3 separate regions of the Mus musculus genome follow, and regions 1 and 2 are each linked to region 3. Evidence: chromatin contacts called from public HiChIP or PLAC-seq data. All regions are on one chromosome and are shown on one strand. The core of a region is the stretch at or near the end of the contact, and the rest is flanking DNA. Distances in the headings are between cores, read along the strand shown.

The links. HiChIP or PLAC-seq counts read pairs in DNA pulled down with a chosen protein or histone mark.
Region 1: an H3K4me3 HiChIP or PLAC-seq map of embryonic stem cells shows a contact between it and region 3, with 28 read pairs. The contact joins the promoter of Pcnx here to the promoter of Ttc9 in region 3. A contact is called at or near these places in 1 of 39 promoter capture datasets (pre-B cells), 9 of 484 Hi-C or Micro-C datasets (the HPC-7 cell line, embryonic limb bud, embryonic stem cells and 3 more) and 4 of 115 datasets of contacts at active chromatin or transcription factors (bone marrow-derived macrophages, embryonic stem cells and stem cell-derived neural progenitor cells).
Region 2: an H3K27ac HiChIP or PLAC-seq map of oligodendrocyte precursor cells shows a contact between it and region 3, with 3 times the contacts expected there. The contact joins the enhancer-like site here to the promoter of Ttc9 in region 3. A contact is called at or near these places in 9 of 484 Hi-C or Micro-C datasets (the AML12 cell line, the G1E-ER4 cell line, arterial endothelial cells and 5 more), 19 of 115 datasets of contacts at active chromatin or transcription factors (acute myeloid leukemia, bone marrow-derived macrophages, embryonic forebrain and 9 more) and 2 of 9 other capture datasets (adipose tissue and liver).

What each region holds. Positions count from the first base shown.
Region 1 is chr12:81,858,208-81,861,424 of GRCm38.p6, reverse strand. Pcnx (pecanex homolog) reads right to left here and starts at 1,395. Exons shown (of 36, transcript NM_018814.3): 1 at 901-1,395. The coding sequence starts at 1,053.
Region 2 is chr12:81,767,849-81,771,446 of GRCm38.p6, reverse strand. The region is part of intron 2 of Map3k9 (mitogen-activated protein kinase kinase kinase 9); the gene reads left to right. Among named protein-coding and RNA genes, the nearest start is that of Map3k9, 12 kb to the left of the region's middle. Within about 2 kb of position 1,721, at least 3 of the 459 cell types and tissues checked have an H3K27ac peak or open chromatin away from gene starts, as enhancers often do. A contact at or near this core is called in oligodendrocyte precursor cells, where this site is marked.
Region 3 is chr12:81,629,183-81,632,652 of GRCm38.p6, reverse strand. Ttc9 (tetratricopeptide repeat domain 9) reads right to left here and starts at 1,404. Exons shown (of 3, transcript NM_001033149.3): 1 at 852-1,404. The coding sequence starts at 1,248.

The DNA.
Region 1 (3,217 bases), core at 146-2,645, 230 kb before region 3:
CCTGAAAATAAAAGTTAATATCCTTCCTTCCAATCACTTTAAAATTTGAAAGCTTTGTTTTCTCAAATGTGCCACCTAAAATTGTGCTTTTATTTTATTTTTTATTTTTAAGAAATGTGCAAACATCTTTCAGGAAAACATCCTCTAAAAACACTCCTGAGGCCTGGACTGCACAGTGACTCTCAGGCCAGCCTTGGCTATAGAAGGAAACCGTCTGGGAACACCAAAAACACTTCAGAGAAACTGGACCGAGAGCACCAAGCAACAGGCGGCGGCACTCTCCTTTTCCCAGCCAGTCAAAGGCCTTGAACCAACGCAAACAAACGCCAGCCAGGCTCTCGTATCTCCCCGCTCCCTGCCGGCAGCGCTAGCCTGACAACACCGCGGTCCCTCGCCGCGGGGCTGAACCGAATGGAACCCGCACTCAACCGATCAGCGGTTTGCGGAGGCGCGAGCCCGCTGGGGGTTTCCCCCAGCACGGGAAGCGAGTACGAGCCGGGACACCCTGCGACTCCGTTTCTGCCGGAGCGCGCACGGCCTCCCCCGGGCTCCGCACACAGCCGGGGGCCGAGGTGCGGGCGGGGATGCCCCCGGGGAGCGGGAGGTAGATAGTCCGAGGCCCGGGGAACGACCGGGGACCCCCGATGGAAGGCCTCGGGGCGCCAGTTACGCAGACCCGCACGAGAGGCGCTAGGAAAGCGGGACCCGGCCGGGGACCGGCGGGAAGGGAGGTGCTGAAAACACGGGAAACCCGGGGCCCGGAGCGGAGCCAGCGGGGGAGGGGAGCGTCCGCCCGCCGCCGGGACCGCGGGACGCGGGGAGGACAGGGGCGCGACCCCCGGGCCCCCGAGGATCACAGCCGAGCGTCCGCTGCGGGTCCCCGTCCCCGCCCCCACTCACCATGTAAAGCGTGAAGGGCAGGCCGAGCAGAAAGAGCCACAGGTAGAGGTGGAGCGCGTTCACGAAGGTGGCCTGGTGCGGGTCGTAGTACCAGCCGCCGCTGAGCGCGGCCCACACCCCCTGCCGGAGGATCTGCAGCGTCTGCGACCCCATCCCCACCCGGCGTCGCCGCCGCCGCCGCCGCCGTCCCCGCCCCGGCCCCAGCTTCGGCCTCGTCGCCTGCGCGCCCGCGGACCGGTCTAGCCCCCTCCCGAGCTCCGGGAGAGCGGCCCGGCGCCGCGGCGCTCGCTGGTGCTGCTGCACGAGGAGGAGGAGGAGGAGACGGCGGAGGAGGAGGCGGCGAGCGGCAGGGCGGAGAGCGGCGAGGAGGAGGAGGAGGCCGGGCTCCTGAGCGCCGCCGCCATCTTGTCTTCGAGCTCCGAGCCCGAGCCCAGTCCGCCAGCGCTGCCGCCGCCGCCGCCGCCTCCGCCGCCGCGACCCCCGCCGGCCGCCAGCCTCGGCCCGGCGGAGCAGGCGAGCGGGCGCCCGGCAGGACGCGGAGGAAGCCGCGCCCCCTCCGGCTCCTCCTCCTGCTCCCTCCACCCGCGGAGCGGTCCCCACGGGTACGCGCAGCGCCTGGGTCGCACGGGCGCCTCCTGTTGGGAGAAGCCTGCAGAAGCAGCATCTGGCCGGGGTGGGGATGGGGGTGGGGTCGGGTGGGGTGGGGTGGGGTCGGGTGGGGTGGGGTGGGGTGGGATCCGGTCGGGTCCGAGTTTGCAACCCGGATGGCACTGCACCGGGCATGACCGACCACTGCAAGCTCTTTAAAGTCGAGCGGACTTCCAGACTTCCAGAATTCGTAGACCTTGCAGGGGCTGCCGTTTGTGGCAATTGCCCAAGACAAAACAAGTAAAAAACATTTGGGGGTAAACTGTCTGAGTTTGACACTGCAGGACTGGAAGAATTAAAGCAGAGTTGAAAAGAACTGTGTTACCCTTTTTTGGACCCGAAGCAGCTTGAGTGAGAAAAAGGGCGACGACGTCAAGAACTAGAAGCTTTACTGCTTCCAAATAGGTGTAAATTAATACAAGCTGCAAGAGATACAAAAGTATGACATGACCAAGTTATGCTTGCACCACAACTTTTCTTTTTCATGTGGTGCAACTAGTAACCATTTTTATCAATGGGCCAATCTCAGCAGAGTTGAAAGATTCCTGACTCCACCCAAACTTTGAATGGGGTCTTGTACTTCTCTTTTTATAGCTGTGAAAACTGGGAATCATTCTTGGCCCAGTCTAATGTTTCTGAAGTATGTCTGATCTCACTGGATGGCTTTTTTTTTTTAAGGGTTTGAAGGTTGAGTTTATTGTAGCAATAAACGTACTCTGTTTTCCCAGATTAAAGTTGCTATAATTAATGAGGAAAGCAAGTGAGACAGAGCAGTTGGTGACATTTTAAGAAGTGGTTAAAACCCATCGCAGTGCCTCTGGGTATCATGCCACTGTATAGCTGGTTATGCTCACACCTGCTCCACTTAACCTTCACAACGCTCCTTTAACACAGCCAGGGCTATCCTTATTTTTACCAGTGAGGGCTCTGCCACTCAGAGTGATTGCCCAGGTTCTCATAAGTAATAAGCTGTGGAGTGCTCAGAAGTCAGCGTTCATCCTAGCAGCATGGACTGAGCCTTTCATATCCACTCAGGTAGGAGTTAGAACTCAGGCAGGACCTTCAGGCTTAAGGATATAGTCAGCTGTTCTCAAAGGTGATGGGGGCATCACCTCAGAATGACTTAGAAAAGGAAATTCTCACATTATCTCTCTAGGGAAACTGGGTGAGAGACTAGGGAAAAACCAAAAAGTTTTAAGAAGCCTTCCAGAGATTGTAAGAACCTTTCAGGTAGGAAGAACACCACTTTCCGTTGTATAATCACAAAGTGATCTAAGTTCAAAGCACTTTAAAGGGTGTAAATAAATTCACATCAACATATATTTTAAATGTATGACTAAAAACAAAATCAAGATTAAGTAATACAATATTATAATTAAAATAGTGACCTAATGGCTTGATTCACAGGCACAAGATGGTTGAGTTTTCTTTTGTGTCTCCTGAAGGAGACAGGAAAGCTCTCTTGAGAAACTGGAAGCGATCCCAAGCTTTCCAAAACAAAGGAAGATGTAAACCAGGATAAAATTCCAATAGCACATTAGTTTCCATGCCAACAAATATCCACTGTGGTTTAATATGAAAGGATGGACTGTCACAGCGAGGCCGACTGGGAGAAATGGGGTCTAGCACTGGACTCATCCGTGGGGTGGGAGGCAGACCCAGCTGGACC
Region 2 (3,598 bases), core at 472-2,971, 140 kb before region 3:
TCTTTCTTCCTCCCTTTCTCCCTCCCTCCCTCCTTCTCTTCTCCTTCCTTCCTTCCTCCCTTCCCCTCTCTCTCTCTCTCTCTCTCTCTCTCCCCCTCCCTCTCTCTCTCTCTCTCTCTCTTTCTTTCTTTCTTGAGACAGGGTTTCTCTTCTCTGTGTAGCCCCGACTGTCCTAGGACTTGCTTTGTAGCCCAGATTGACCTCAAGATCAGCCTGCCTCTCCCTTCAGTGTGCTGGCATTAAAGGTGTATGTACCACTGCTCAGCTGAGGACAGGTGTGTCATTTGACCTATTCTACCAGACATTTAAGAAGCATGTGTACGTGTGTGTGTGTATATATGTGTGTGTGTGTGTATATATATGTATATATATATAGAGATAGATAGATATAGAGAGAGAGACTTTGCAATTGCTTTAAAATGGCCTTTATTTCCTTTATCCTTTTGGTCTGTACTCTCTTCCCCCTTAATAATAGAAAACTTTCTTTTCTGAGAATATGAACAATTAGGTATAGATTTCAATGGTGAGTATGAAAGATTTGATTTATACGAGGTAAAAATCTCATTTCTCCCTCTTTGCTGTGATTTTATGTTTTTATCATCCCTTCTCCAAAATTTTGTTCTTTAAATGCATCAACCAAATTGAAACTTTTGATGATTGATTTCGGCCCAGAGGTTGGTTGCTTTGCGTGGCGGGATAAGAGGCAGCAGATGCATTGGGAGAAAGTGTGATGTAGAGACTGAGTTCTCTTTAACTTCTCTTACATCCTTACCATTCTGCGAGAGCCAGGCAGGGCACAGTAGTGCTATAAAATTTGTCCCATGGAGAAATCTGGGCCAGGATGGTGGAAGTGTAAAAGCTTACAAATTTTTTGGTCAAGTTTAAACTTTGACCATGATCTGAAGCTAGACGTATAAGGTTTTACCTTCTACACAGTTACTGTTGTGAATACAGCCTCCTGGGAAGGAGACCTTGCCTTGCTAATAAGTCAGGCTGTTTGCATGAGAGGGCAGGAGACTGCATGTCTGCTTTCCAGAAGCCAGGGTACTGGTTCTGTCTGTCCTTGAAAGTGGAGAGCTCTCAGGGTTTCTCTTCTCTGTGTAGTATTTTAAAGGACTTTGTCAAGGTATAACATGGTATCTCCCTGTCGGTGCTGATGTCGGTATAGGCTGAAGATCTTAGACGTGAGCAGGAATTGTGTGTGTGTGGTGTTTGCCTGGGATTGTGATGGCATCATGAGCCGATGGCAACATCATTGTCCCCCCCAACCCCCAACTGCAGTCCTTTCAGAAATAGGATGCCACCATTTGGCTCATTGCCGCCATCTTGGGAATTGTGACCGTTTGTTCTGTAGACATGGGGGCACTCTTCTGTTTTCTTTTGCTAAGGGTTACAGAGGGTTGGGTTTTTGGTCATGCTCACATGAGGTCAGAATACCAAAAAGTGTATGTTAGCCGAGTTTGATCTACTCAAGAACAGACTATGGCTGTCTGTGTGGGAGCCGTCACATTGTTAGGAAGTCTCAGGAGAAGGTGGCTGACTAGGATGTTTTGCTCTCTTGGTCACCTGTTTCAGTCATTTGCCATCACTGGCAGTGGGATGTGTCTGGGGTAGAGTATTCTTTGCTAGTATGTAGTTGGCATTGGGTGTAGGTTGGGCTCTGAATGACAGCAACTGAGAGACACCCTCACTTGCCTTTGAAAAGAAGTCTGAGGATTCCAGGGCAGCTGCACAGTGCGTGCAGAGCTCCAGGCTCCTATTTCTTATTGGTACCATTCCAGCACCTGGCTTCCATCCTCTCTGGCTGCTCTGGTCCAAGATAGCCATGAAGGGCATCCATTATTTGATCCAGATACAGGCCCGAAGGAGGAGGAAAGGCGGAAGCACAAAAAATCTGCCTCCCTCAGCTGAGTCCATGCCCAGTAGCTTCCCAGAGGCCCTTGTTAAACCCACTTTCTTACGTTAATTGGCCAGAATGTGCTAGCTGAAGAAGGGGCTTGGAAATAGAAAGGTTGCCCACTAATAATCAGGCTCTGTTAGCACAGATGAGCATAGGTTATTGAAGCAGCATCCAGCAGCCTTCACTATGGAGATGTTGTATCGGAAACACCCCTTATCTTAGCTGTTTAGTATCATGTCAAGGAAGTTAGCCGGGCCCTGAGATGGGAGACAGACATCTTTTCAAGTTAATGACTTGTGCTTCTAGTACTTGTAAAAAGCCACTGGCTATAACCGTGGGTCTGTGTCACTGGGGAAGACCAGCTACTTGTTACCAGAGGTACCGGAGAATGGTGATCTGTTAATGGTGTCCTGTCTTTTGGGGTAGGTAGATGGGTTCGAGGATTTTGTGTGGTAGGTGATTTGGCATGAAGGCATTCAGCAAAATCACAGTCGACTGGTTCCATAAAAAGTAAGCTAGAGGGTGTGGCTGGTAAGGTGGTCCAGCAGGTAGTGACACCTGGTACAACACTTGATGATCTGAGTTCAAGTCCTGGGACCCACATGGTGAAGGGAGAGAAATGACTCCCAGAGAGACAGACAGATACACACACACACACACACACACACACACACACACACACACAGAGAGAGAGAGAGAGAGAGAGAGAGATCGAGAGAGAGAGGAGAGAGAAACAGAGAGACAGACACAGAGATACAAATGAACACAGGATTGGGGCTGTGTGCATGGACTTTGAGTTGCAAGAGAAGAAGCCAGTCAAATTACACAATGTAAACAGGGCTGACAGTATGAGGAGCTTGATAAGTATTTCAAAGTCCCTACATACATACACACACAGACACACACACACACACACACACTCCTGTGTTCATGTGTGTTTCATACTGCTTCTCTTAGCGTTCAAAAGCTCAGGAAGCTGAAGAGTTTTCTTACAGCATGGGAACTCAACAGCTGTCTTCTCCGTGGCCTCACCCTGGAGTGGACCTGGGCTAGACATTAGTCAAAATCTCTGCCTGAATTTGTGTAGGACTTTCTATGGCTGAGAGTTTGCTGGCTGATCCACTATACTTGACTCCAGCATTTTCCTATATTTCTGATAGGTAACATTCGTACCTGTAGATGGAGCAGGTAAGGCTCAGGCACCCTGGACAGGTTCAGTGTGGCCTCACACTTGCCTGTAAGAGGATGGGGACTAAATGCCTGGTGATGGTGGCACATGCCTTTAATCCCAGCACTTGGGGGGCAGAAGCAAGTGGATCTCTGAGTTCAAGGCCAGCCTAGTTTACTAGAGAGAGTTCCAGGACAGCCAAGGCTACACAGAGAAACTGTGTCTTGAAAAAAAACAATATCAAACAAAGCAGAATTCCTGTAGCTGAGTAAATAAGAAACCACACTCTCTTGGGAGTGGCTATGGGGTGCAGCAAAGTGTCGTGTGCCGAGGCCTCGTCTTCCTGGAGAGGTGGGCAGGTACCCCTTGTATAGGGGATTTGCCTCAAGAATGTATATATACATGCAGGCAAGATAGCTTAGCATGTAAATGTTCTTGTGACCCAAGCCTAACCTGAGTTCTACCATGTGAAGGTAGGAAAAAAAGGAGCTGACTCTGTGCACTTTGTCCATGCATAGGGGGTATGCACA
Region 3 (3,470 bases), core at 155-2,654:
TGTTTGCCACATTTCGCAGGAAGTCCTTCGAAAGCCTCAGCGTTTTCCTTTTTTACAGACTTTACATTTTCTATAATGCACACACACACACACACACACACACACACACACACACACACACACACTTAGCCTCATCCCTAAAGCACACCATGGAAGTACACCTTCAGCCCAACAGAAGAGCCTTAGGCAGGAGACTAAGAATTCAGCAGGGCTAAGGACCAACCATGAACTCAGAGCCCTGAGACTGCTGGAGCAAGACCCGGAGAGAAGAAAGTAGCATTTTGGAATCCATTTTACTCAGGACATCCTGAAAAAAAAAAAAAATCCCCTTTGCTACTGGGGCAGGAGAACTTGAGGGAAGGCCTGTTTCCATCTGGTTACTTAAGGGAAGACATAGGTCAACTTTAAAGCCAGTGACACCCGAGTGAGACAGACAGGTGCATGAGCTAGCCTTAGAGCCCATGGCTTGTGCGGTATCTCTGGCTTCTTCTATCTCTTCAGTTTGAACCCAAGTGAGCAGTAGCAGTCGCTGACAGGCCCGCTGGGTCGCCCTCTGTCTGCCCGGTCATTTATAGGCAAGATTCACCATGTTTGCAAGGGAAGAGACTCAAGATGACTATGGCCTTTGGAAGACATCATCTTGAAAGTCACACTTTTTCTCAAGCGCCTCCCTCCCAGATCTCCCCAGAGCACCACTGTCACGGGAGGGAGTCTGCACCGCGGTGTGCCTCAGCGGCGCTCTGGGATCCAGAGAGACTAGGTTGGGAAAGCTGGGGACGGGACGCGTGGCCGGGCGGGGCCCCTGGAGGCCCGGGGAAGGAGAGGAGGGGGTGCGGCGGGGCGCGGCTTACCTGCCAGGCTGTTGTAACAGTCGATCTCAATGGCTTCAACCGTCTTGCTCTGCTCCTCTGAGAGGCGGCTGGATTTGGGAACCCCTGCCGAGGAGGCTGGCCGTGCGTCCCGCTCCTCTTGTGACGGCAGCAATCCCTTCAGCTCCAGCAACGCCCGGTGGTATTTGCCGATGGCTTCGCGGAATTTCTTGTCCTTGTAGCACTGCGCCCCTTGGCTCTTGAACTCGTGTGCGCGCCGGATAAGCTCCGCGGGCTCGGCCGCCGTTCCAGCCTGGCCCCGCTCCGGGGCTCCTCCGCCGCTCGGGACGCACGGCGGCGGCACGGGCCGCGGTCCCTCACCCAGCGCAGGCGGGCTAGGGTTCCCCGAGGATCGGGCCGCCAAGCCCTTCCTCTCCATCCGGCCGCCGCCCGCGCCTAGAGCGCGTCGCGATCCGGGCTTTAAAAGCGCGGAGCGCTGGCTTCGCGCCCCGCAGACTCTGCCGCGGCCGTTACCCTGGGCGCCGCGCGCTTGCCCCGCACTCCCATCCTTTTCGCCAGCCGCCCGAGGCAGCTCCCTCCTCCTGCGATCGCTCCCCTCCCAGCTCCCTCCCCCGTTCCCTCGGCGCCCGCCCTCGTCCCCGCCCTTTTCTGCTCCCGCAACCTGTCCCCGCGGGCTACCGGACCCTGTGCGAGCCTGGCCGTGGTGCAGGGGACAACGGGCCCGACTGGGGTGGTGGTGATTGTCGCTGACCCGGAAGAAGCTGGGCTTGCTCAAAGGAGGGGAAGATTAGCGACAAAGAGGGCCCCCTGGTTCCCATTCATCCAGCCTTCCGAGGCGCGCCGTGGCCAAAAGAAGCTATGGGGGAGGGGTGTGTGTGTATGGGAAGGACTGGGAGGGGGGGGGGTCACCTCAATAGCTTTCTTTAGGACTAAAGAGAAAGGTGCGCCAGGGAGCAAGGAAAATAAGCAGGTGCCACTGCTTGTTTTGTTTGCAGTAAGACATTACTATTTTAGGTGGCAGAGCCTCGCTTTTGTGGATCCAGGTTGTCGCTGAGGTGTGTCTCCCGGGCGCCCAGGACACCGGGTGCACGTCTGCGTGCCTGGCGTTGTATTCCGGGAGACTGTGTGTGCTTACGCTATGTGCGTGCGCAGCTATGCAGAATGAATCACAGAAGCGGAGATGGAAACACCTGTTACTGTTGGTCATCAGGCTTGGCGGGCACAGGGTTCCAGTTTCCATTACTGGACAGTTACGCACCCTTCCTGGGGAGGCTCCTTCTTTCTTTCCCTCTGTCAGTGAGAGTGTCAGCTGTATGCAGGAGATTGGCTGAGCCACACACAGGCAGATGAAAATAGGCAAGTTACAGCCCCCCCCCCCCCACCACACACACACCAAAAGAACCCAGTTTACTGCTGGAAGATACAATTCCCACTAGCAATCACAGAAAGCGCTGTGGAGCCCTGGGAATTCCTTACAGGGTAATAACATTTGAAGACCCCCCAAAGGATGGGCACAGGGAAGGAGTAAAATACCAGACAAAGCAAGAAAGCTCTCAGAGCTGTAATGTTGGACACCTCAGACATATTTAAGGCCTAAAGGTTTGACTTTATGGCTTTCCAAGTGAGAGGGATGCCAGGGGTTTCTGAATAAAGCATTTGGATTTGGGTTTATAGGCAATGAAGAGGATAGATACATTTTTAGTGATATTAAGGGAACGAAAAGATGCTCTTAATGTGATTTTCAAAGGGTGTTTCCCAGATCCGCAGCATCAACATCTTCTGGAAATTATTATATGCAAGCTCTAAGGACATAGTCCAGATTGTCTAAAACAGGACCCTAGCCTTGGATCCAGCAATCGGTGCTTCTGTAGCTCCAAGAGGAGCTCAGAGACAGTGCTGTGAAAACTTCCTACTCAGGTTTTGGACCAGCAGAATGAGCATCACTGATGAGCCTGCAAGAAGTGCTCCGGGTGCAAGACTGCCAGCCCACTGACCCAGAAGTTGCACTTTAACAAGATTGACATAATATGGCCACACCCGCTGTTCTGCACTAGAAGTTTAGGAAAGTATAAAAAACTGTTAACAAAAGCCTCAGCGTATACATAGGGGTACCCGGAGACTCTTACTCAAAGTTTTGTATTTCTGCTTAACAAATGTAAGCGGTATGGGTCAATGTTTAAAATTTGTTTCCTTCTTTTTAAACTTTCACGTTTCATGGAATTAAATATTCTTTTAGTGCTTCCCTCTTGCAGTTCTGGGGATTGAACCTGGGGATTCATGCAAGCAAGTGCTCCACAGCTGAGCTGGGCCCCCATGCCTTATTCTCATGGCTATATAATAGTCTATTGTAGGTATGTACCTTAAAGTACAGAGCCAGTTGTTTTTGTATCCAGACGGCTTTTTATATTACGTTATGCACTATTGTGGATAATACTAAATGAAGTGAACAATAGTAGATATCAAATACCTGGTGCTTACATCGTACCAGGGACTGGGTTAAGCACTTTGCATACATGTAACCTTCATAACAATCTAGTGAAATAAGTAGTTACTCCAATTTTGAATACCACATGTCTTAGGGTTTCTATTGCTGTGAAGAGATACTCTGACCATGACAACTCTTATAAAAGAAAAGATTTA